2 separate regions of the Rattus norvegicus genome follow, and region 2 is linked to region 1. The links are chromatin contacts, called in public Hi-C maps. All regions are on one chromosome and are shown on one strand. Each heading gives the region's core, a stretch centred on a gene start, on an enhancer-like site or on the middle of the called end of the contact. The rest is flanking DNA. Distances are from core to core; before and after follow the strand shown.

What was found. A called contact is a pair of places that touch in the nucleus more often than the background predicts.
Region 2: a contact with region 1 is called in a Hi-C map of kidney, with 5 times the contacts expected there. The contact joins the enhancer-like site here to the promoter of Ccdc160 in region 1. A contact is called at or near these places in 8 of 12 Hi-C or Micro-C datasets (the A7r5 cell line, Schwann cells, frontal cortex and 3 more).

What each region holds. Positions count from the first base shown.
Region 1 is chrX:137,388,958-137,394,933 of GRCr8, forward strand. It overlaps Ccdc160 (coiled-coil domain containing 160), which reads left to right and starts at 2,823. Exons shown (of 3, transcript NM_001401208.1): 1 at 2,823-2,981; 2 at 4,068-4,151.
Region 2 is chrX:137,586,841-137,592,816 of GRCr8, forward strand. The region is part of intron 3 of Phf6 (PHD finger protein 6); the gene reads left to right. Among named protein-coding and RNA genes, the nearest start is that of Phf6, 14 kb to the left of the region's middle. Within about 2 kb of position 3,036, at least 3 of the 93 cell types and tissues checked have an H3K27ac peak or open chromatin away from gene starts, as enhancers often do. A contact at or near this core is called in kidney, where this site is marked.

The DNA.
Region 1 (5,976 bases), core at 1,573-4,072:
GAGGCCAAAAAAGGTCAAGGATTTGTTGATAACAGCCAGGACCTAGGAGAAACAGAGTCTCCCTTGAAGCCTCTGAAAAGAAGCAGCCCTGTATGACCTTGGATTTATTCTTCTGGGCACTGAGAACAGTGAGAGATTAAGTTCCTATTGTTTTAAGCCTCACACTTGGAGGTAGTTTGCTACAGCAACCCTGAGAAGTAGACTTAGTGAGCAAGTATAGAAGCAGTCCTTTGATTGCAATAGTCCAGTCAAGAAGTCAAGCATCAGAATAGGAGTGAACAGTGATGGAGACAAAACAGTACGAAACGGATTCTCGATGCATCGTGAAGGTACAGTTAACATACTATGCTGAGATATGAGGTGTGGGGTGTGACTAATAGTGTCTATTATTGTCATTACCTGTGTTAATGTTTAGAGACTTACATATATATAATACATAAGTGTATGTATAATAATCTATAAGTGTACATATTTTCATTTGTCAGACTATCACGAGTTTGGGGCTGCTGAAACTAGAATTGTTTGATAGGACCTGCTTTGCTATGTGATTAGAAAGTAAATCACTTTGTTTCTCTGAACCTTAGCATCCTACATGGTAAAATGAGAAGTGGGTTCCATTGCATGATTTGGAATTCAATTATTATCAAGCAAAGTACCTTGTCACCTCAGCACCGGGAATGGTTGTGGCGGATAGTAACTAGTGGTGAACTTCCATATTTGTCCAAAATGGTTGTAGTATGGAAAAATGAAATTTTCTGTCCTCATAATTCTTGACTGTTTGCCATTTAAGACTTCTAGAACACGAAGGAGTGACATACCACATTTCAAACACCAGACCAAGGTAATCTTCATTGCTTCTCCCATCCCGCCGCTCCTTGCCCACCTCTGGCCCACCAGGAATATAGTTGTAGGGTGGAATTACTTTAAAAGACTTGGATCTTCACCTGGAATAAAGGTTTGGCATGATTGGTCTTAAGAATCTGAGTCCTGTTTTCCATCAGTGTAGTCATATTTACATTTTAGGACAGTAGTGGAATTATGGAGCAAGATAAAGAGAGCTGCGATTCTTTCCCATGGGGTTTACTGTGTCACGTGCGGTTCTAAGGACTTGAAAACCGATTAACTCACTCTTCTCAGCAGTCTTACAAATGAGATACAATTACTCCCATTGCGCAAATGGGGAATCTAACACATAGAGCAATCAAGAAAGATTCCTCTATTTTATTAGTAATGAATGTCATAGCAAGCAGAAGTAAATGGAGCCCTTTGAAGACAAGGAAAACCAATGATTAAAAACGGGGCAATTTAGAAATTTAGTATCAAGAAGCTCATGAATCCCCATAGGCCAACTCTATCAGGGTCTTTAATAAACCACATATTGACATGAGCCTTCTGCCTCTGTCTAACTCTTGTTGACTTTGGTTCTCTAAGGAGGAAAAGGCAGCCTGAGAACTGGGCCTCAGGGCATCTGAATGCAGCCTCACCAGTTCCCAAACACCTGTTAGATCTGGTTCCCAAGGTTTGAATTTTAAAAATGTAGCCATATTGTTCCCAAGTCACTCACCTGTTAGGTCTTGTTAAATCAGATTGTCACCTTTAAAGTGAACTTAAACCACCTTTCCCTAGAGACCCCAGAGTTGTCATTTCCCTTTCTTTCTCTTGGGTCCAAGTAAAGACCAATTTTCTAAAGAATCACCCATTACTAACTATATCTGGTACTCATAAAAATCCATCTTTCACAGCCTACACCCCTGGCGAGGTACAGACTAAAAATTTTACACTGTGCAACCGACTAATCAAAGCCTGAGGAAATCATTTATTTATTCCATGAAGTAGCATGTTCTGGAATAAATAATATAATGAAAGATGTAGGCTTTGTCACGCAAGGAAACCCTGGGAAGTTGGGGGGGCAGCTTTAAAAGTTTAAAGAGGGGGCTGGAGAGATGGCTCAGCGGTTAAGAGCACTGACTACTCTCCCAGAGGTCCTGAGTTCAATTCCCAGCCACCACATGGTGGCTCACAACTATCTGTAATGGGATCTGATGCCCTCCTCTGGTGTGTCTGAAGTTAACTACAGTGTACTCATATATAATAAATAAATCTTTTTAAAAAAAGTTTAAAGAGAAAATTTGGGCGACTGGGGATATGGAGTGATTTTTACCCAGAGAATAGTGTAACCTAGTTATCCTCGACATTTTTACATTCAAGTCTGTTCAAAAACAGCTTAGGCCAATCCTTGAGTGACAAATGGAGACAATGTGGATGGAGACAGGCCTCATCTCCCATACAGGCACAGCCAGGTCCTGACTCAAGATTCTTAGTACTTTGCCTAACATAGAACTTCTGGCCAAGTAAGCCATTGTGCTGACTTGCGAGGGTGTACATGGGGTAGAGATGGGAATATGATGCAACCCCCCACATTATTAGCAACCCAGACTCCAACCTAGGAGGTCTTCCAAAACAAACCCTCCGTAACATCCTGTTACTAAATACCAAATCTAGGGAACAACCCTATGCAACTCCTCGTCATCTCTCCACAGTCAGTTGTCACATAGCCCTAAGAATCGCTTGGATCCATTCTAATAGTCCCACTGGTGGATGGATGGGTTTGACTAGCATTTTCTTGACCCTATTCTGACTCAGCGCCTTCTCCCTGCTTTCCTATTTCTTGCCTGGCAAAATCCACCACAGTGGTCGCCCTACCGGGCATGCTCAGTGCTCTGGTCCGGCCTTGACACCCTGACTAGCAGTACCCAACCTGCAGCGCCGGGTCCCTTCAGTGCCCGGTCCCTTTAAATCCATCCGCCTGGTTGCTAGGCAACAGTGCGGCCCGCGCTGGAGCTGCACTGCAGAGGCTCTGCCCCGGGCCAGCCTGGCCGGGTCGCGGCGGCTAGCACTGAACAAGGGGCTGCTGCCTGCCGGTAGTGACCGGCTTCGGGGAAGAGTGGACAGGGCTCTCTAGACCGCACCCGCGCTTCCAGGTATGTCTGTGGAAGGGACATCCCGGGCTTCCTTGGCGCGCCCCTCTTTACCCCCTGACTCGCCCTGCGAGAGGGCGGAAAACCAAGGAAGTCCCAGCAGCAGGTTTTTTTTTTTTTTTCTTCTTCTTCTTCTTCTTCTCTTAAGAGCCCCAGGCTGGAGCTAGCGAGTGTTTGGAAAGAAAAGAAACAGGGCGTGGGAAAGGGGTTGTGGACAGAGAAGTGGGGTCAAGCTTATCCATTCACCCACCAGCTACAGGATCGGGACTGGAGAGGTGAAAAGAGTAACCTGCAGTAGGGGTTCTAACAGCATCTCCTTCACAGCCACCTTCTTTTCCATAGAAGCAAGGATGGCAAGAGTTTTAGTTAACCATTCACAAAGAAAAATCCCCAAACTATGCATACAAAGATACAGCTTTATAGCAAGAATGTGACTCCCATAGTAATAAAGTCTAAGCCTTGGGAACTCAGGTGACTCTGTATCTTTTCTTCAAGAAGGAATAACTTCACACTAACAACAAAGAATTGGGGATCATAACCATATACAGTACCGAGTTTTCAATGGTACTTTGTTTCTCTCTCCATATTGGCCAAACAATAGAAAAGACATTCTGTCCAGGAAAGTGGGCACTAGACCCATATGTTAGAACCCTGAAAGATGAGAGCAAAAAGCAGGACCACTTCTGTGTTGTGGTTTTACGAATTAACTGTACTCTAAGGAGGGAAGCCAGACCTAGGCTCCAGCTCTTTGCTAATGTGGCTCTTGGTAGGCATATTAGAATCAGCAAAATTCTGTCTCCACCACAGGTGGCTCGTCTGTTCAGTACATGCTAAGAGTAAAGAGATACTGTGTTGAATACAGTACCAGCATGATTCTTGCCCCAGTTGACATTTGTATTGCCTGAGAAAAGAGGACAGTAGCAGAACAGTTGGAAAAATGGATTGAAAACTTAGCAAGAGAAATGACTTCTGTCTGGGGCCACACTGCAGATAGACCCACGGACATTCCAAGTGTAGCATCTGTGACTTTAATGGACACTTCAGTGAATACCATGGGTTTGGACATTCCTTAAATTATATTTCCTGCAGGGAGGTGGAGGGTGGACTGTTTTCTCCAGTCCAAGCTGGAGGAGACCAGTGACATCCGGTCTAAGACCTTGGACCTCAGGAAGGGTAAGTACACTTGTTCTGGCTGTTATCTCATCCTGGGAGTTTAGAAGCTCAGTCTTGCCCAACCTAAACCTTCAACTTTGTAACAGAATCATCAATCTTCCCTGTCAGCAGACTTTCAAGACGGCCTCATAAACATTCAAAAGAGAAGTGCCCTGAAGACTTCAGCTAAGCAAATAAACTTCAAGGGAAACATTAAAGCCCTTGCCCTAAAATGTCATCCAGGGAAGTACGTAAGCTGGAGAGGACAATATAGATTTTCCTTTTTCCTTCTTAAAAACAAAAACCAAAAATAACTCCATTAAAAATCGTTGTTGCCAGAGACCAGTGTGACCATTATACTTGGCTCCGGGTCTCAGCGCTCACCTATGTTAACAGAGAAAAGGAATATGACAGACAGATATGAAGTGGAAAAAATGAATTTATTTAAAAGTTTTGGAAAGAAAATTCTCTGCTTTTCCCATAGCCAGTGTTACAGGGTCTAGCCCCAGCGGGAAATCTACATATGCAGATTTAGCAGCTGTGAGCCCCTGAGGTACTGGGATTAGGTTACTGGGATCAGAGTGCTTCAGGTGGGCCATTTGCTATCAACCACCTGTGAAGTAGGTTCATTACCACTGTTTTATACTTTAAGAATCTGCCGCTTCCGGGAAGGCGAGTCTTGAGCAGTTCTGAACAGTGAGCACCAGCATAGCTTGCCACAACCTGCACTTAATCTTTTTTCAAGATGTCCCCCTTCCGGCCTGCCCTCAGTCCTGTCTAGTAAGGCATGACGATCCACTTGGGCTGCACACAGGCTCACTTGGGCCTTCATTTTGTTATTGAGTGGTTTTTCACAACTTAGTGAAGGAAAATGGGGAATGCAAAAGTTACCCTCAAGGAACCCAAGTCTGAATCTTGTGTCATCCCAGAAAGCAATGGGAATACGGGGAAAGTTGCAACTCTTACTATTCTTTTATATTACTTACTATTTTTTATACAAGTCTCACTCTGTATCCCAAGCTGTCCTTAGCTCCCAATGTAGACAAGGCTGGCCTCAACCCCACAGAGACCTGCCTCCTTGGGTGCTGGGATTAAGGCATGCACTGCCATGCCTGGCCGAGTGAACTATTTTCTTTTCCTATTTTGGCTGAGCAGTTTCTTTTTTCCTGGGAGTCAGAAGAGTGGAAAGCATCCAAAGATACAGCGAGGGTGTTCTTTGGGATAAGGCGGGTAGGGGGATTTTGTTCTCCTCTGATGGTCCTTGGGCAATAACGGAATGTCAGGACTCGGTTTTAAGATCAATTTTACTTATGTGCATGGGTATTTTGCCTGCATGCACTGATAGGTGCAGCACATGCATGCCTGGTGTCATGGATTCCCTGGAACTGGAGTTACAGACAATTGTGAGCTGTCATGTGGGGCTGGGAAATGAACCTAGGACCTGGGCAACAGCAGCCTTAACTGCTGCGCCATCTCTTCAGCCCTGAAAGGCAGTGAAAGGAAGCTGAGTGGCTGAGTGACTGAGAGGAGTTGCTGAGCAGGGTCAGGGGAGGAGCATTACCAAGAATCACTCATCTTCACTTGGAAGAAGGACCTTTGTGAGGTGGAGAAAAGCTTGTGACATCCCCCACCCCCCAGGAACTGCTTCCCAGTGACTGCCTACCTATGGTGGGAAAAGCAATTGCATTTACAGACGGAGATATACCAAGAGAGCTCTGAAAGTGTAAAACCAAATTCTAATGTAAATAGGATAACAGGAGGGGGGCGGCGAGGGACAGGATGGGGAACTATAGTGGGGTGGTGTCAGGAAATTTCCCAAAGCATATGATGTCAAATACAAATACTT
Region 2 (5,976 bases), core at 1,786-4,285, 200 kb after region 1:
AGGTCTCTAAGAGAGTTGAAACTATGTTCTCTTTGCTTGGCGGGTAGCATCACATGGGCATAGCACATGGAAGTGTTTGGCACAGTGCTTTAAATCTTCTTTGTGCTCAGTTCTGTTCTAATATGTAAGTGGGCACTGATCAGTCCTTGCATTTCAAAGAGGAATGGGTCTGGTTAGGAAGATAAAAGGGAAGCCTTTAAGAATGGGCTGGGTTTAAAGTGGAATAACATAAAAATTCCTGATTTGGTTAATCAGTGTTATAGTGTTGTTTTGAGGCTTTGGCAGTTTGAAAGGGGAGTAGAATGAACTACATTAAAAAAATAGCCTGGTTATTTCTTCAGTATGGTAGGGAATATATATTTTTCAAACATGAGAAATGTTTTCAAATATCTCTTTAACCATCACTCACCCAGTGCTGTTATTTTTGTTCTATTCTTGGGCATCATATTTGTCAGGTAAACCTTAGACTTTATCTTTAGCTGTATTTATCAACTATTCCAGCACCTACTTCGTGACAGGCACAGTGCTAGGTACTATGGAAGCAGACTTGAAATAAATCAGCTTTAGAAGTAGAGTGCTGTGGGAGGGCTGGGAGAGAAGACCACAGCTGATATACCTGAGAAGTCAAAGGCTTTGTGGGAAATGACATCTGAGCCTTCTCACAATCATCATTAATGCCAGTACTCAGGAGGCTGAGGCAGGAGAAGGAGGTTGGGAATTCCTGGCAAGCTTGGGCTACAGAGGATTACTTTTTCCTGAAAAAAAAAAGAAGGTGGTCTGATACTGTGGAACTCAAAGGTGGAAAGGAGGATTTCAAGGAAGAGGTGTTGGGTGACTGGATGCTACGTAGGTTTATTCTTTTAACAGTGATCCCTCACCAAATGAGAAAAGGGGTGGTTTTAAGGAAAGCACAGCTTGGCTTGTATAAAATAGTCTCACTGTATACTCTAGGCTGACTTTGAAATTCTCCTGCCCTAATCTTCTGAATGCTAGGAGTACAGGTGTCTGTCACAAGGCAAACTGTCTCATAAAATGAAGTTGTAAGGCTTCCCCTCGCTATTTGTGGTTAAATGGCAACAAAAACCCAATGCTTATTGTTGCACTGCAGTTACAGTTCATTTACAAGAACAAGAGGTAGGCCATGATGCTCCCGGCACATTTGCCACAGAGTACTTGGGGAGGAAAAAAGGTACATTTTCAGCATGAAGATTTTTCTCTTCATCTTCATGTGTACACATGCATTATGAATGCATTCGTGCAAGTGGGAATTCTTTTCAAAAGCCAGTTATGGCATGCAAGTTAATATTAATGTCTGAGGTGTTTTATCAGGAATTTCTATTAAAGTGAATTTTACCTTTGTGGTGATTAAGTAGAATAAGCAGTGATAGAGAGAACAGTCTTTGGCTATTACGGAAATGCCTTTATTTAAATGCACTCTTTTTTCTTTGCTTTCCTGTAGTGGTTTTTGTAATTGTAACTTTATGTCATAAAATTCTCATGGGTGTTTGCTAACGGAGGAGAACCAAAACCAGTAATATAAAACCAGCACTTTCGGAGGTGCAGCTCGCTGCTAGATGGTTTGCATAGCATGTGTAAGGACCTGAGTTCAAGTCTCAGAACCACAAATACAATTGAGCAATAATGTCAAAGAATTTCTGTGTGGCTTGGGGGACTCTCTTGGTGCTCACTTGACTGTGCCTATGTTTTGGGCCTTCTTTACAGATTAAATATAGCAAGCACCCTGAAAGTTCACAGTATTCTCAGCTGCAAAGACCCATAGCTGAGAAAAATCTAAACAAAAAAGTCTGCACTTGCAAAATGCCTGAAATTTTCAGTGGAAGAAAAGGAAACAAGAAACTCGAAATGTCCAATTGGAGAATGTTTTTCTTCTCAGACATGGTTTGGGTAATTAGATCAGCAGGTCAGAGGGGGTTAAGTTAGGCAAGAACTTCACAGTCCAAGTTTACTGTCCTTCAGTTTCCAAGTCTCCCTCGCCTACTTCCATTTAGTCGGTTACGCTGGTAAGAGTATATGACATGACAAGTGCTTTTCATTGACTATTTTTTAGAGGTAACCGGAATTTGAAGTCCAAATCTGTCTTATAAGCAACTTGTCACTTTTCAAGGACTTGAGAGTGCTCAGATTTTATTGAGGGTTTTAAGTTTCCTTTTAGCCCTCCTAAGTAAGTTATTTGTGATCCCTTTCAAAAAGACTTTGAAAACAAGAGTAGAGCTATAATATCACATCAAAGCAGTTTGCAATTCATGTCCCATCCCTGGCATGGCATTCTTTTTAAAACTTATAACAAGTAATTTGGTGACTGTCAGCTAATTAGGTAGGCCAGAGGCTGCTTCTGACTGACTTGTCTACATGAGGTATTGTTATTCTAAACTGTGGTTCTGGAGTTATACAGCAATATTGGGACTTTCTGACTATTTGCCTTCACTATACTGTCCTGCTTTCTGTTTTTATGGGAGATAGTGTTATTACAGCCAAAAGAAAGAGCCGGGCCACTGTAAGGTGGGTTTGTCTCTTGTGAAAACACCCTACATATGGGTATCCCTTTCTTTAGGTGCTTTTGACAATTTGTCTCTTTGCCTTACAGGCTCAGGACCGTGGCTTCTTTTTATATCTTCCTTTGCATTTTCTGTATTCAAAGCAGTTTTCTGAAGCAAGTTTCTCCAACGCAGTTAACCACATTGATCTGCTGTGAGAATGTGTGTGTGCTGGGAGTTCCTCTGCCAGAGCTGAGCTCTGTGAGACTGTGCTATAAGGGTTTCCATGTAGCCACTGGATTCTAGTTTTTCCACAAACGCTTTCTTTTTCTGCCTAGCCATGAAGTTGGCAACCTCTTTTTCATTTTCTTCCCCTCGGCTACTGAGAAAACAGTGTTTTTCCTTTTGATCCTTAAGACTCTGTGGAGACCTGGTTTCGTTCTTGGCCTTGTTCAGTTGACTGAAGCGCAGGTATGCTTCGCTGTCTGCTTCCTAAGGTCCAGCTAAGTTTTCGTCTTTGAGTTCTTTGTGTGGCCTCTCATGCGTGACTTGGTTCCTCTTTCATCTCTGGGGTCAGCTTCTTGAGACCTGCTTCTGTGGTACAGCTTAACCCATGTCAGCATACCAGAACCTCGGGCTGTTACCATGGCTTCTGAGCATACTGCAGAAAGGCGGAGGAACCCTCGTGAGAGGACAGGGCTCCATTTCCCAAACTCTCCACCTTTGGAGCCAGAGATTCCGAATTGAGGTTTCTCAGGCCTTCCAGGAGCAAGGTGAAGAAGGGGTAAAAGCAAAGTATTATCAGTGACAATGTTTTTGCCTATTTAAAACAAGAGCGTGGAATAGGATACCAGCAGAGTAAGCTGAGAATTAACATTTACACCTACATCGGGGGGGAAAGGAAATTAGCTCTCAAGAGAATATTTAGTAGGTAGGTCAGCGCCCCCCCCCCTTTGAGCAGGGAAAGGACACCATTGTTCTTGAAAAACATGTTCCTGTCAGATTAGTTTTGTTTTCCCACATTTGAAGACAATAGGGACACATTGGATAGAAATGGCAGCTGACGTTCTTCTTCTAGAGACAAGTAAAGAGTGAGACAAACTTTAGAGAAGATATTCTCTGTGAAGGCAGACACTGGATATGGAGTTACATTCCTCTCACATACCTTGATGGTAGCAATTGTGGGGTGTCATTTGTCTCTTGTTTTAGAGAAGGGTCTCACTTTGTACCCCAGCTGGCTTAGAACTCACAGACATCTACCTGACCCTGCTTCTACCTCCCTGGAGCCGAGATTAATGCACGTGCACTGTGCCCAACATGCTTTGAAATTAACTTTTCATATGTGGAACATTTCATACTCTTATCATATGCACCTACCATTACCTCCCTCCAACTGCTCCTAATGTTGCCCACCTTGTCACCCTGCTAACTCCATGGCCTTCCTTTTGTTGTTCCTAGCTCCGTGAGTCCAGTTATTGCTGCCCATATGTGCATGTGTGTGACACCGTCCACTGGGGTATGGGGAACCTATCAGCAGCCAGGTCCCCAAAGGACAGTGCTTCTCCCCTCCTTTCTATGGTTTTTGTTTTACAAAAAGCCTTCTCTTTTATTTCAATCTGGTTTGCCACCACATTTCAGAAGTGGCTCTACCCACCTATCTTCTTTCCTAGCTTCTTTAATTATGATATTTATCTGTAAGCTTTCAATTTTGTTTCGAAGAGCTAATCTGATTTCCCTACATTCTGTTTTCATTGAACCGAATTGTCCTCAAATTTACTTTTCCGGTCTTTGATCATGTAGCTCCTAAGTTACTTTGTGCGTCTTTTGTTTTAATGTATGTGAGTGTTGTGCATGTGCTGGGCAGTGCCTTCAGAGGTCCGAAGAGAATGTCGGATTCCCCTAGAAGTAGAACTAACCTATTGTTATGAGCCACTGTGTTGATCCTGAGAACTGAACCTGGTCATCCCTCTTACTGTTTCTGAGTAAGGGTTTCAATGTAGCTTAGGCTAACCCTGAGTTCAGGTTGCCATCACACATGAAGTCCTCTCACCTGAGTCTCCAGAGTTCTCCTATTAAAGGCATATACCCACATCCAGTTCATAATTATTTTTAGAAATACCTGAAGGTAAGGTAATTAGGTAAAGTCTTCAGTGTGTGTGTGTGTGTGTGTGTGTGTGTGTGTGTGTGTTAGAAGACAGCTTTGTAGAGTCAGTTGTCTCCTACCTTTATGTGGCTTTTAGAGATTGAACTCAGGTCACCAGACAAGCACATTAACCTGCTGAGATATCTTGCCAGTCTAAGTCAGCAATTAAAAAACAACAAAACATGGACAAGGAAAAAAATGTGACATAAGATGTTCCAATCTTCAGTAACAGAATTAACTTAGAATCAACAAATTTACTGAATGTGCTCTTAGTTTTCAAGCTCATTTGGTCTAGGGCTGGAGTTGTTAGTCAGTGGGAGAGTGTTTGCCTACCATGCACAAAGGCTTTCTCTAGTGTTATCTAAAATAATATAGAATGGATAGTTAGTAAAGTCTATCCATTTATAAAATAATAGTCAAATAAGGATCAAAATTATAAGAGCTAAGAGGAAGTTGGTGTGTGTCCTGTCCCATAGGAGTTCAGGGGGGAGCATTAATACAGGGATTTGTGCTATTAGCATAGACTCACTCTTAGGACTATGAGAGGTATAAGAGCGCATGCCTAATATCCTAGCATTTGGGAGGCTGACATGGGATGGTTGCCAGTTGGAGGCTGGATTGGCCTAGTGGTACCTTATCTCAAGAAGTAAAATAAGTAGCTGGAGAGGTGGCTCAGTGTTGGTAGCACTTGATATTCTTCCAGAAGACAATACTTCAATTCTGAGCACCCACATACAGTCACAACCATATGTAACTCCAGTTCCAGGGGATCTGATGCTCTCTTCTGATTTTCTTGGGCACATAAACACCCATATACATAAAAAAATAAGGAAAAAATTAAGTAAAACACCCTCTCCCCAAAATCTAAAGCTCCAAAGAAATTCTATTCCTAACCTCGACAACTATTTTCTACTGGAAAATATTTTATTGATATTTTGTCCTACCCTTCATTGAATAGAACTAAAAAGAAAATAAGCTTTGATCACTTGAAAAAGCTGATCTTCTGGGGCTGGTGAGATGGCTCAGTGGTTTAGAGTACTACAAGTCCTGACTGAGTTCAATTCCCAGCAACCACATGCTGGCTCCTGACCATAAGGGCATTTTGTGCCATCTGCTGGCAGATGCGTGTACATGCAGCAGATGTTAAAATTTTAAAAATGGGGCTGGAGGGATGGCTCAGCGGTTAAGAGCACTGACTGTTCTTCCAGAGGTCCTGAGTTCAATTCCCAGCAACCACATGGTGGCTCACACCCATCTGTAATGGGATCTGATGTCCTCTTCTGGTATGTCAGAAGACAGCTACAGTCTACTCATATAAATAAATATAAATAATTTTTA